2 separate regions of the Sus scrofa genome follow, and region 1 is linked to region 2. The links are chromatin contacts, called in public HiChIP or PLAC-seq maps. All regions are on one chromosome and are shown on one strand. Each heading gives the region's core, a stretch centred on a gene start, on an enhancer-like site or on the middle of the called end of the contact. The rest is flanking DNA. Distances are from core to core; before and after follow the strand shown. Region 1 has its middle 15 kb from the start of BHLHE40. Region 2 overlaps ITPR1 (inositol 1,4,5-trisphosphate receptor type 1).

What was found. HiChIP or PLAC-seq counts read pairs in DNA pulled down with a chosen protein or histone mark.
Region 1: an H3K27ac HiChIP or PLAC-seq map of skeletal muscle shows a contact between it and region 2. The contact joins two enhancer-like sites. A contact is called at or near these places in 5 of 47 Hi-C or Micro-C datasets (fibroblasts, liver, omental adipose tissue and 1 more) and 2 of 2 datasets of contacts at active chromatin or transcription factors (alveolar macrophages and skeletal muscle).

What each region holds. Positions count from the first base shown.
Region 1 is chr13:61,542,154-61,544,853 of Sscrofa11.1, forward strand. No RefSeq gene overlaps it. Among named protein-coding and RNA genes, the nearest start is that of BHLHE40, 15 kb to the left of the region's middle. Within about 2 kb of position 1,343, at least 18 of the 83 cell types and tissues checked have an H3K27ac peak or open chromatin away from gene starts, as enhancers often do. A contact at or near this core is called in omental adipose tissue and skeletal muscle, where this site is marked.
Region 2 is chr13:61,309,571-61,312,318 of Sscrofa11.1, forward strand. The region is part of intron 41 of ITPR1 (inositol 1,4,5-trisphosphate receptor type 1); the gene reads left to right. Among named protein-coding and RNA genes, the nearest start is that of BHLHE40, 220 kb to the right of the region's middle. Within about 2 kb of position 1,396, at least 21 of the 83 cell types and tissues checked have an H3K27ac peak or open chromatin away from gene starts, as enhancers often do. A contact at or near this core is called in omental adipose tissue and skeletal muscle, where this site is marked.

The sequences.
Region 1 (2,700 bases), core at 93-2,592, 230 kb after region 2:
TTCCTCAAAAGAAGGTTTGCAGGGCATAAAGGGAGACACCAGAAGAGATGTAGTATATAAACTAGACTCTATGCGAAGTGCTGTATGAGGCACTATGCATACATTTATCTTGTGTACTTTCTCTTTTTTTTTAGGGACGTGGCATATGGAGGTTCCCAGGCTAAGGCTCTAATCAGAGCTACAGCTGCCAGCCTTTGCCAGAACCTCAGCAAGGCCAGATCTGAGCTGCATCTGCAACCTACACCACAGCTCACGGCAACGCCAGATTTTTAACCCACTGAGCAATGCCAGGGATCCAACCTGCAAACTCATGGTTCCTAGATGGATTCATTTTCGCTGCACCATGACGGGAACTCCCTATCTTGTGTACTTTCCATTTGACATGTAGAGAAATTCAGTCCCCTGACATCAAGTGATTTGCTCAAGGTCATACAGCAAGCAGATGGCATAGCCAAGGCTTTAAACCAACATATGATTCTAAAGTCCTTACCAAAGAGCCCTTTATGTCAACATGGACAAAAGCATGAGGAAAGAGAGTCTGAGGAGCTCATCAGAGTCGAACTCTGCACTTTGCGTGGTGCTGAATCGCCCGTGGGGAAGACTGAACACTGACTGCTGAGTGCACTAGGAAGGCAGCCTCCATTTGCTTCCGTTTCCCCTCAATCCTGGGAAATAATTTCACTTTGACATTTCAAAGAAAAGCTTTGAGATAACCTTACAGAGAAAACCAAGACCTTAATGGTCTTCTCTACATTTAAATTAGGTGTTATTTCATATGGCTTCTATGGGGAGGAAGCATCATAACAAGGCTCAGGACATATGGGCTTAATTCCCTTGAGTTCTTGGGGTGATCGTGTGATGCCAGGGCCCCCAAGAGTCTGAGGGGAGGGAAGAAAGGGATCCCCCCTGCCCCTTGCTTCCCTTGGGCTCCCCAGGCTGTGTGTGGGGGCTTCCTAGGGCCACAGTCTCAGCTCCCCTGACCTTCTCACGGGCCAGCCTTTCAGACAAGGCACTCACTGTCCAAGCATGTTCCAAGCCACCAGCTCGAGTCTGAGCCAGCCCAGGCCTGTTGCAATGAGTCAGCCTTTCACTGGGGAAAAATATGGTGACTGGCCTGCATGTCACTTTTTCCAGCTCGGCCCTCACCCTGGGCTTTATTTTTTTCCCCTTGGGATTTAACTGCCTATGAGGTGTACCCGAGGGGTCCTGGGAAGAAGGAGCTGGAATTCCTTTGTGGGTAGGTTGGTCAGGCTGCTTCACTGGAGCCAGATGAAGGCCTCTTGGACACATCCACCTGGCCTCCCCACACAGGCAAGGGAGAGTGGAGCCCATAGGGATAAAAGCTGCATCTCCTACCTACACAGGCAAGCCCACAATGGCCACTGGGGGAGGGATGTACCTGACACAGGCCACTCTGTCACCTTCGCGGGCCGTGATGGGACAGTAACTCTCGATACTTGGAGCTTAGGACACATTTGACCCCTTATCACCTAGAGCACTTTTCTGAAAGCTGATGCTCCTTCAGGCTCCTTGACTATTAAAGCAAGCCCCATCACCTTCTGCGAACCCACCACCCCTGCTTCATGCAAGGGGTCAGGTTTCAGAGCTGTTCACTTTACTGGCCCTTCTGACTCACCTCCAGCTTCCCTGAGGTTCCTGAGGCCTTCCCTGCACAGCTATGCTGAGCGGATTTCTCCCAGTGTGACTGGGTGGGAGGGACAAGCTGTGACCATTAGTCAAGGATCCGGGAGGGTGTGAGGGTGGGGGTGGGGGGGTGGGGTGGCCCTGGGTGGATTCCAGAGCACATTCTTTCTCTCTGGAGGAAACACTACTCTCTCTGCCTGGAGGCCCTTGCTTTGCAGCTCCTCTTCGCTTTTGTAATTAGTAAGGGTTAATATCTTCATTGCTCATTCATTCCGGCCTTGGGCATTTACCGATACCCTTTACTGACAGTCCAAATACCAGGCTGTGGGGCTAAGGTGGGCTACAGAACAGTCATGCTTCTGTCCTCGTGAAGGGGAGCAGCTGATGGGGACCCCGGGACTGGCCAGATCATTACACAAGCAGATACCAACCATCCAAAACAAATAAGAAGAAGAGTACAAGAGGGCAGACAGCAGGGCTAGGTGCTGTCCGGAGTGTTCAGAGAAGGCTGGCCTGAGATGGGATAGATAAAGAGGATGCCTGGTTAGGGTGGGAAAAGGGGTGAAAGATGGTGTTTGTTGTGGGTTGGATTGTGTCCCCCACAAAGAAATGTTGGGGTTCTAACATCCCAACCCCTCAAAACATGACCTCATTTGGAAAGAAGGGTCTTCACAGAGTGAATCAAGTTAACGTAAAGTGATGAGGGTGGGCCTTCATCCAATGTAACTGGTATCCTTACGAAAAAGGGACAATTGGGGGTTCTCTTGTGGCACAGTGGGTTGAGGATCTGGCATTGTCACTGCAGATCCTGGGTGGCCTGGGTGGCTGCTATGGCACAGGTTCAATCCCTGGCTGGGGAACTTCTGTATGCCATGGGTGCAGCCAAAAGGGGGGGGGGGCATTTGGACACAGAGTCAGAACAGACACAGGGAGGATGCCATGTGAAGATAAAGGCAGAGATCAGATTGATATATCTATAGGCCTAGTAATCAAAGATTGTCAGCAGATCATCAAAGCTGGGGGCAGCTCTGGAAGAGATTCTCCCCTACAGCTTCA
Region 2 (2,748 bases), core at 146-2,645:
TTGTTACCTGGCAACATTGCCACGTTGGGACATGAGGATGTATTGGTTCCTGTCAGATCCACGCTGTTGGTATTATAGAAGTTAGATTCTGTTTTCCTCCAAGGAACTGAGAAGAGGAGAATGGGGCTCAGTTGAGAGATGGGCTGACGTGCTTTGGTGGCTGACCTAGGACGAGGGGTTCAGCGGGAGATGGTGGCTCTTGTTCTGCCTGGATAGATGTGCATTTTTGTGTTGTCGACCTTCCCATGGCTGTTATGACAGCCACAGCATCTTTTACTGGAGTGACCCTCTGCTCTGCTGATATCCTTCAGGGGTCTTCTGTTGAGCTGGCAGGATGCACTGAAAGCACTGGAGCAAGAGAGTTTGCACGCCCTGTGGGGGCTTGCGCTATTTTAGCACCCCACCCACCCATCCCCTGTGTGATTAACCTCATCCCTGGAAAGATGTTTGCATTGGAAACCCTTGCCTCTGAAAGTCCTTTCCATTGAAGCTACACATTCAGAGACTCAGAAAAACCTTACTGAGACCAAGGACATTGAATTCTCCTGCACCTGTAACATTTCTTGAAAAATGCTCAAGAGGGAAAAGTTCCCATGGTAACAGGGTTTTTTTTTTTTTTTTTTTTTTTTAAGGAGTTTTGTGGCATCCATAGGTTAGACAAGATATGGGAGTAGAGTAATGGGGCTTGGCAGCCCCCCATCCTACAAGCACTCTTTTAAGACTACCTCCTGCTGAACATGCCAAAGCTGGAGTCACTCCAGAAGCCATGGCAGCACTGCTGCGTCTGGCCAGGTTGGGTAGATGGGGGCACTCTACTGGTGTTTCCCTCTTCACTTCCCACCTGTCGGCCTTTGCAATCCACTGGCTTCTTTGTGTCTTGTCCACTAAGAAAGAAAAAGACAACTGAGTTTACCTGGAGGTATTTAGAAACCATCAGTTAGCTTCAAATGTATGTATTTTAAGTGCTCAACACCTCCTCTAGAAAACCCAAGCCATTTATTTGGTTTCAGGGTTCTTTGCTCTTGGGTGTTAACATGACTCCTGGCATCACCAGGCAGTGCCCTAAGAGGAAGCCACGAGATTCCTTAAGGTTTTATTTTATGGCCGGTGTATTTTTTTTTTTTTTTTTTGGTATATACTTGAGGAGGACTTGATCCCAAGGTTTCAGAACTTGGACAGTTGTCATGAGTACCCTTAATGTGGAATCCTACATCCCGCTGTTTAAGATGATCCCCTAACTGGCTTTAAAGTCCGCAACCCGCAGGCCGAGGAAAATGCTTCAGAAAAAAAACAAGGTCATGCTGCATTTTTTTTTGGTAAGCACAGGAATCAACAAAGAGATGTTATATAACTTCTATTTATATCCTCCTTGCTCACTATCTGCAGGCAGACAAGAGTCGCTGAGAAGGGATTTAATGAGCTCTCTGGGTTTGCTCACCTTCCTGAGCGGGTAGGAACCAGCTTGTTCTCAAGTGCGTCAGCAAAGAATCTGGCTGTGGGTGGGCGGCCGGGGTAGGTGGACGGACTTGTTGCCATGGTGTTCTTTAATTCCTCTGTCTCACAGCCATCTCCTTCCCCCTTCCCTGGCTTCTTCCTCTCCCCCCTTCTTTTCTTTCCTTTCCTTTTCTTTTCCTTTCTTTTCTTTCTCTCCCCTAATCGATAAGCTTCCTAGTTTCTCACACCTAGTTCAGGATTCTTGGAGCTGTCTCCAAAAATGAAATATTTCCCCCACAAGAGCTCCCCACTGTGTAGTTCTAGGACATCAGAATGGTTTGGACTGAGGTGTCTTTGTCCTGCACCCTCCTCTATTTCTCTTCTTAAGACATTTCTGTATTACCAGCCCCTCTACTACAGGGACTTGTTCTATAAGTCTCTAAGTTCACCCCAGGGATGCTTTCTCTGGGCTATCAAACTGCCCCCGAATCAGGGGGATTCCATTGCCAGCTGGACAGTCAGTCGCTCTGCTGCAGAGGGGGAGGCTGTTTGTGTTTCCAGATTCCTCCTTTGTGCTGTTGCCCTAGGTAGGGTGATATGTCTTATCTCAGCTTGCACATAATAGAACCGCAGGAAAGCAAGAGAGTGTGTTGGTCCCACAGTGATCATTCCTGGAGCTTGGGCAGCTTTTGTTACCTAAAGGTTGTAGGCTGGGGTTACCCAGCCTACATCAAAAAAAAAAAAAAAAAAAATAGTGGCTGCTGCATCCATTTCTCAGCAGGGAACATCCTGTGGCAGCCTCGGGGGCACCCACCTACTCCCTGGCTGCTCTGATGGCCTTACCTTGTTGGCCACCTTCCCACCAGAGCAGGAGCATTTTGAAGACGTGAGTAGGGAGATTTATAATGAAGTGTTCTTAGAAAAGAATAAGTAGTTCCCATGAGGACAGGGAAAAAAAAGCCAAAACCCACCCCTGCCTTGCCCAAGAGTTGTGCAATTCTTAATAGCAGTAGCCTGTTTGAATAATCAAAGGTGAGCTGACTTCCCCTTAGGAACTTCAGTTAGAGACATCTGCATAAAACATCCCCAGATTCCAGACCAAGAAAGTAACTTTTTTTTTCTCCCTCTGAGTAACTGGAGGGACTTTCCCTTTGGAAGCCTTCCAGCAGAGCTAACTGGATGGTTGAGAGTACTTTCTCATTAGAAGGTGCCTGGTATCGGGGCATTAAACCTTGGTCACAAGCTTGGACCCTGAGCCTCTGAAACCCTCTGTGACATTCACATCTGGCTTTGGCACTCCTGCCAACCTCCTTT